2 separate regions of the Mus musculus genome follow, and region 1 is linked to region 2. A link is a contact called in public HiChIP or PLAC-seq data. All regions are on one chromosome and are shown on one strand. The core of a region is the stretch at or near the end of the contact, and the rest is flanking DNA. Distances in the headings are between cores, read along the strand shown. Region 1 has its middle 19 kb from the start of Gm33273. Region 2 has its middle 21 kb from the start of Gm41996.

What was found. HiChIP or PLAC-seq counts read pairs in DNA pulled down with a chosen protein or histone mark.
Region 1: a contact with region 2 is called in a BATF HiChIP or PLAC-seq map of CD8 T cells, with 5 read pairs. The contact joins two enhancer-like sites. A contact is called at or near these places in 2 of 115 datasets of contacts at active chromatin or transcription factors (CD8 T cells and bone marrow-derived macrophages).

What each region holds. Positions count from the first base shown.
Region 1 is chr3:9,864,082-9,867,900 of GRCm38.p6, reverse strand. No RefSeq gene overlaps it. Among named protein-coding and RNA genes, the nearest start is that of Gm33273, 19 kb to the left of the region's middle. Within about 2 kb of position 2,445, at least 79 of the 459 cell types and tissues checked have an H3K27ac peak or open chromatin away from gene starts, as enhancers often do. A contact at or near this core is called in CD8 T cells and bone marrow-derived macrophages, where this site is marked.
Region 2 is chr3:9,151,759-9,155,689 of GRCm38.p6, reverse strand. No RefSeq gene overlaps it. Among named protein-coding and RNA genes, the nearest start is that of Gm41996, 21 kb to the left of the region's middle. Within about 2 kb of position 1,304, at least 158 of the 459 cell types and tissues checked have an H3K27ac peak or open chromatin away from gene starts, as enhancers often do. A contact at or near this core is called in CD8 T cells and bone marrow-derived macrophages, where this site is marked.

The DNA.
Region 1 (3,819 bases), core at 1,196-3,695, 710 kb before region 2:
CTGGGTCTTACATTCTTTTCATGCCCTCTTCGGCAGAGCTCCTTGAGCCTTAGATGCAGGTGTGTCTTGTAGATGTATCTATTGGGTGTGTCTTGTAGATGGGTGTGTCTTGTAGATGTATCTATTGGGTGTGTCTTGTAGATGAGTGTGTCTTGTAGATGTATCTATTGGGTGTGTCTTGTAGATGTATCTATTGGGTGTGTCTTGTAGATGGGTGTGTCTTGTAGATGTATCTATTGGGTGTGTCTTGTAGATGGGTGTGTCTTGTAGATGCATCTATTGGGCGTGCGCTCCCCAACTTTGCACTGTGGTTAGTTCTTGTTGTCTGTAGTAGTGTTCTCTGTTGCAAAGAGAAGTTTCCATGGTGAGGGAAACTTCTTATCTGTGGGTACAAAGCATAGTGCTCATAGACTATTTGAAGGATTGTGCTGGTTTAGTGAATTAGTGATAATATTCTCTTACACTAGCCATGACTTCACTAGCACCGAGTACTTAGCATGCTTTCCCTCTTGTTGTTTGGATCATAAGTCCAATTTCGATACAGGCTCTTGAAGTAGATCATGCACTGATGCTCCTGGAGGGGCCTTGATAGCTGGGAGCTCCTGTCCTGGGGAGACCTAGTTCCAGACAGCTATCCCTACCTGCATCCCACCTCTCTGATCTATGGAGAAGCATCAAGTGTTAGCTTAGTGTATGGTGAACAAGAAGGACCAAAGGGCCCAGTATTCTCTGAGGTGATGGGAAACTCCCATTTAATGAGTAGTTCAAGATGTCCAGTGTTAAGCTTGATATTTAATATAAGACACTCATTAGTCATTAATCCAAGTCACTCTACCATCCCTTGGTATCCATTGAGGTTTTTCCTTGTGTTTACACGATGCACGTACACTCATAAACTCTATATAAAATGATGATGCATTTGTACATAACTGTCAATATCTTCCCACATAATCATAATTCCCCTTTAATCATCTCTAAATATCCTTTTTATAAATTTTACTTTTGTGTTTTTATAATGTATGTGTACACACACATGAATATAGACTCCAGAAATCAACAGCAGAGGTCTTCCTTCTTACCTTTGTCCATCTTATTCTTTGAGATAGTGCCCACCATTGACCCATCTAAATGGCTGGCCACTGGGCTAAGGAACCCTTCCATCTCCTCCTCCTGGCCCTGGGGTTATGGTGCACACTGCCACTCCCAGCTTCTTACATGGTGCTAGGGATCTGAGTTCAGGTCCTCACGCTTGGGTGGCAGCCACTTGACTGACAGAGGCATCTCCTCAACCCTTTCAAGACTCTTAATACAATGGAGATGCTGTGTGAGCCCTGTGATGCTGTATTCTTCGAGGGACCATAAGAACAAAAGTCAAAAAATTGATACAGATGCAATTTTAAAAGATTTTCAATCTTGGTGCATCGAATCTGCAGATTCAGAAGAGCAGATACAGATACATTTTAGAGGTTAACTTAGCTTGAAGCCTAAAGAAGGCAAAGTTGCCGCCCAAGCTCACAGAGCTGCTAATGAGTGGCCAGTGTGTCAGCTGTCCCTTCACCTCTTGCTGAAAAGACCTATCTCAAAGCATCACCATCTTGATTCATCTGTTTCCAAGCTGATTATTTGGCATATAACTGGTGCTTAGTTTATTTTTGTGGCACTCAGTTATGGACAAATGACCATCTTCTACAATAAAAATATACATGAACATTTTACTGGGTCTACATTAAATAATTCGATAGCACTGAGTGCATCTTTAATAACAATGTGATAAGATCTGTGCTAGATTTGAAAACTGAACTCTGCACTTAACTCTTATATTTCACATGCGTGTCTTGCCTTTGATTCCATATTTGGTCAGAGTGCATACACACGCTGAGGACGATGGGAGTACCTGGCCCAGAGGCTGCCAGGCCCCACAGCCGGAAACTGGCAGCAGGTTGTGGAACCGTATCTTTGGTTTGGCGGTGAAGTGTGCTACACCCATTTCCTGGTCTGGCCTCCTCGTTCACACAGGTTTCCTGCTCTTGGCAGTTTGGGTTTCCTCCGTTGCAACAGCTCTTCCCAGTACGCACCTGGGGAGACTGAGGAGGAGATGCCACTGGCAGTGCAGCTGGGTTGAAGAGATTATTTGTTTAGGGCGACAGAAAGAAAGGTAGAGAGAGAAAAGGAAGGGGAGGTAGTGAAGCATTCACGAGCAATGCCCTAGGCTTCCTGGATGAGGTGTGTATTGTGGGGGGCACAGGACAACTCTGGACAGGATCGTGTGTGGTGTGCTTGTGTGATGCGGGACAGTGGGAATGGCCCGAGCCTTCTCACACCCAGGAAAAGCTACAGAGAACCAAGCAGATCTCGGGGTCTTTTCACGCGCTCGAGGTGCAGCTGTTCCATGTTAGCTGGCTGGCTTCTTCTTGAAAGCCTTCTCTGGTTTCCTCGTTGACGTCATCACAACCTTTGTATCCTCTTCATTGTGCCTATCATGACCAAAAGCTCAAGTGTTGGCTGAGTTCCTTATGACTTCCTCAGTCTCTCCTTCTAAAATGCATATTGTGCCCCAAATGTCTGTCACCAGGGACACTTTGCCCTTCGGAGGTTGTTAATTATCCCCTTATTCTAGGAGATCTTCACTCAGATGCCCCATGCCCTGCTTTTATTGTTTGTTTGTTTGTTTGTTTGTTTGTTTGTTTGTTTTTGAGAGAGGTCTCAGAATGTAGCCCAGACAGGCCTTGAACTCATGTTCATCCTGCCTCCAACTCCTTGGTGCTGGGATTACAGTGTACCAGCACTTACGGCTTGGGAGTCTCATTTTTATTCAAAGACAAGCCTCAAAATTGGGCTACAAATCCTCCTTTCAGTTCCTCAAAGAGCAGTTTGTTTCCTGTCTCAGAGCCTTTCATGCCACTCGCCTGGCTGAGACATCAGCCTTTTGTGACCTCCTTGCAAACTCTGCCTGGGACCCCTGATTCATCCAGATTCAGTGGCCATCCATAGAAAGGTTTGCTCCTATAACTTTCTCAAGCTGGATTTCCTCTACGTCTTTTCCATTTGCTTACCCACTCAGTTATCCTGCATCTTCCTCACACTTTTATAAGCTTCCTAGGGGTAGAGAGTTCACGAGCTTTATTTCTCATCGTGTGCTTACGGTTTAGCACAATGCCTAGAACACAGTCAAGGCTAAGTGCATTGCTGGATCAACAAATCGATCAATGATGTTCAATCACCTGCCAACACTTGGTTCCAGAAGAAATCTTACGTCTTAGTAGCTGCAGTTCATCTGCATCATCTGATTTCTACCTCTCTTAAAAATCAAAGTTCTCCTCTGCCCAAAATGTTTCCCTTAGTACACAGCCACTGTCACTTTCTCCTTCGCCAGACCATTGGTCGTTTTCATCCCCAAAGGGGCTCTGAGCACTTATGGGAGCTCAGCACAAATCAGGAGATGCATTGGCTATGGTCGCGGACCTCAAGGAGAATGAAGACCTAAAGCACACTTTTAGCCTTTGACTACAGTTCAAATGGCTCAAGGGGGAGACGAATGAGCTAATTATAGTTTCATTGGCATTTCAAAACGTGTTTCTTTCTCCTGCTATTCTTCCTATAATCTTACTAAGACACTTTAAATAGGGCCACCCTTCCAGGAGACTCACCCTGAGGACAATCTTTCCCAGCACAGCTTTGATGCTGACAAATGCTACAACTTCCCTTAACCTGTGTCTAATCTGTGCCCTGCTGATTCCTTCTATTTAAATGAACCTCCTGAAGACCACACCTTCTGGGGTTCAAATGCAAACATGCAAACAAACACCTTCGAAGCCAAAG
Region 2 (3,931 bases), core at 55-2,554:
CCCTGTGTAGCCTTGGCTGTCCTAGAATTCACTCTGTGAATCAGACTGGCCTTGAACTCAAAGATCCATCTGCCGCCTGAATGCTGGGATTAAAGACGTGCATCATTTTCTCTATACATTTCTAAAATGAAAAAATAAAGTTGATCTATTCTTCTTCCCCCACTCCTCCATTCATTCATTCATTCATTCATTCATTCACTTATTCACTCATTTTGAGTTCTAGCAATGGGACCCAGGGCCCACACACAGTTACAGGTCAGGTCTATCACTGAGCTATATCCCAGCCCCAGGTGAGTCACTTCTCAACGGGGATCAGTTCTAGATCGAAAAACTTATCTAAACTATACCATATTAACATTGTGTCTCTCAAGAGTGATTTGCAGTCTGTAGAGTGCACTCAACTATGCGTTTTTGAATGTCCCTGCTTTCAGGAGAGCACTCTGCTAGAAAGGTTCTAACTGCCCCAAGACCTTGACAGTGCAAACGCAGTGTTAAAGCGGATTGCATTCTGTCTGCACCCATGACACTTGTAAACCATACTATGATTATGCTGAAGAAATGCACTACAAACCCCACAGAAGCCTCGCACTGCTGGACAGACAGGTCTCAATCCATGCCAAATCAGAAAATCACGGGACAGCTTCTCTGAAATCTCGCTTGAGAAAAGGTCCATTGTAAAATCTCCAAAGGTCCTGAAAGGCTTTGAGGAGCCAGGAGAAGCAGTGTTCCCACCCATTGGGAGGCCCCCAGTGGCAGCAACTGTGGAGAGGTTAGGAGAATTCTGTGAGCTAGGGGCTTCCCAGGGCGACCACCCCCAGCTCCTCTTTCCTTTTCACAAAACAGAAGTGGGGATTTCGTCTTTGCTGAACAGCCTTTAGGACTTTCCCAGCCTCCCAAGGAGAAGATGCAAAGTGGGGGTCCCCACTTTTAAGGACCCCTGAAGCTCCCCTAGGACTTGACCCTGGTGAAGTGTTTGTAAAGATGCTGCCCCATCTGCATTTCACCCATTAAGCCATCCTGACTAAAGTTAGGGCGTGGTACTACACTAGGCAGCTTCAGAACCTTCTAGATGACATTTAAACAGTTCCGATGGAGAACAACAGCTTCAGGCTGTATATCGATAAGCGCAGGCCTGTGCACTGTGCTTAAAATGGTTGGGAGGGGTTTGGGGTGGGCATGAAGGCCGGAGCTCGGGACCCTTTCACCCTCCTGTACTGTACCTGGCCTTCAGTACTGCCTCCCGCATCCCTTTCCACACCACCACCTCTTACTTTCTGTTTCACTTTTCTTCTTTCCACCTCTTCTGCAGCAGAGAGCAGATTACAGGAAGTAGGAGACAATCGAGTTAAACTAGGTAACTGAACTGTGAGCAGAGCTCAGAGGTGGAGCGCTGGCTTAGAGCCTGTGAGGCCCTGGGTTTGATCTCAGCTCAGAGAAGTGACAGCCTTTTCCAGGGCATAACCCACTATACTCCAGAACAAGCCAGTAGAAGTAGGCTTTACCTCACCAAGGGCAACATGGATTGGCACAGACCCTTTACGTGCCGTGCCCATGCTTAGAAACTATGAGATCTGTTGAAATGGGAGAGGGAGAAATAGAAAGACTTGCTTGTTGACACCCAGAGATATCCATGTCCCTGTGTCATCGGAAAGTGGAATTCTTCTTTTATGCCAAGTACCGGTTGTCCTGTCTCTGGGGGAAAAAATGTCATACCCTGGGCAAGCATGGAGAGAGAGAAAAAAAGTAATTCAGGAGCAGGCAGGCATCCAAGCATCCGACTGAGTATACAGCAGGAGCCGATCTGTGTGAGCTGTGTGTGGTTAAATCAGTCAGGCCTGAGTGAGTCATCTGATACTCTCAGGATGTCTCAGCAGAGAAGCCGCACCAAGCAATGCAGCTTAGGGATCAGACAGCAAAAGTCCCTTTATCATTGAAACCTCCTGACCTCAAAGTCAGTCTTCTGTGTTTACATTCTTTGGGGAAGTCACCTCAGAAGACATAAAGAGGCTTTTGAGCTTGTAGCTTAGCAATTTTCACAAGGATCCAGAACCACCTTTTTCAGTGGCCAATTTAAATGTCTTATTAAACCAGCCTTTGAGCCCAGATCACTTATTAAATATTTGACCCAGGAATCTAAGCCTGAAAAACTAACAACATTAAAAATGACATACAAATAATATGGGAGATGCAGGTATGTTGCTATCTAGGCTGAGAGCATCTAAGCTATAAATTTCAAAACCTTCTTGACTGAAAAAGGAGAGTGCCAGGTAAGTCCATTTGTCCTGAGTCCCACGGTGGGACCAGACCGTGGTTGGCATGGCCCAGAATGAGAAGAGTCCAGGCAAGCAGGAGCTGCAAACTCACCAAACTCTTCTACACTTGACCGTTTGAAACAGAAACAGCAGCAACCAGAAGACCATTTTTTAAAGATGGTCTTTTTGTGGTAAAAATAATTTGAGGTAATGCTCTTCTTAGAAGTTTGGAAGGAATCTGTTGACACATAGCTCCAACAAACTATAAACACCCCCAACCTTTTGTTAGGAATGTATACCGCCAGCAGTAAAGCATGGGGCTTATTGAGATATGAGGAATGCTCCTATAACAGCAAGGAGTACCCACAGGGATGCTTCCAGCATCTGACTAGGGCTCGCATGTGCTGCTGGCTAGGCGTGACAATGGCATCGAGGGTGAAGGTCTTCTGTGTGCGCAGGTCTAGCTCAGGGACAGTATGTTCACTAGTTCACTGATGAGCCTGAGAACAGGCAGAGAGCTGCTGTGATGGGTCAATCAGGGCCTTTTGTGTGCGCCTTTGTTCTCTCTCTCACCAGTGTCTCTCTCACCAGTGTCTCTCTCACCAGCATGTTTATCACCAGTGTTTCTATCACCAGTGTTTCTATCACCAGTGTTTCTATCACTAGTGTGTGCATTTCTATCACCAGTGTGTTTATCATATGGTCTCATAGGAAACTCACCAGCAAAGGTGGGCATGGTAGCTCACACCTAAAATCCCAGTACCGAGAAGTTTGAGGCTGGCTTTAGCTACATATGAGATCTTGTCTAAGAACCAAAATGAGGAAGGGAGAGAGGGAAAGAGGGGGAGGGGAGGGAGAGAGTGGGGAGGGATGAGAGAGGGGGAGTGAGGAGGAGGGGAAGGGAGAGGAGGGGGGGGAGAGGGGGGAGAGGGCTTGCTTCACCTCCCACTGCTGGGCTGGCAGGAGAGTGCCAGCATCCCGGATGAGTCAGTTGGTTTTATTCCAATGCTCTCCAGCACCTTGTACTACTTTATAACTTTGTGAAAGTGAATGGAGACAAATTAAATAAACAAATATGCAGTGCTTTATAAGAGAATAAATATCTTTATAAGTGTGTGAAAGCCACAGTTTCTTAGGAGTTTGAATAATAAGAGAGAAAAACCCCATTGATTTGGACTTTCTCAAGGCATTTTAAATGTGTGCTCTTCAGGACACTAAGAAAACCAAAAGCAATTTAGGAACTGAAGAACATACTTAGAGTGCAATCATCTATTGAAGGACGTGTGTTAACAATATATAAAGAGTTTTCTTGGGCAGGAGAGAGTCTGCTCAATGATTAAAGCATGCAGCACTCTCACAGAGGACCAGGGTTCAGTTCCCAGCAGCCTGCGACTCCAGCTCCATGTGCATCCAGACCCCCGGGGGGTCCCTGGACTTGGGGATATCCTGCCCCTCCCCACACAGACACACACACAAACACACAATTTAAAACAAATCTTTTTAAAATAAAATCATATCACCATAAAGCAGCAAGAGATTCGAGATGATGTTTCACCAGAGAAGATGCAGGGGCTGAGGGGACTTGAGAAAGCAGCCTGCTTTTAGTCATAGGAAAGTGAAAGTGAGAGCCCCTGACACCTACAGGTCTGCCCACAGTGAGAAGGAGCAAGAAAAGGAAA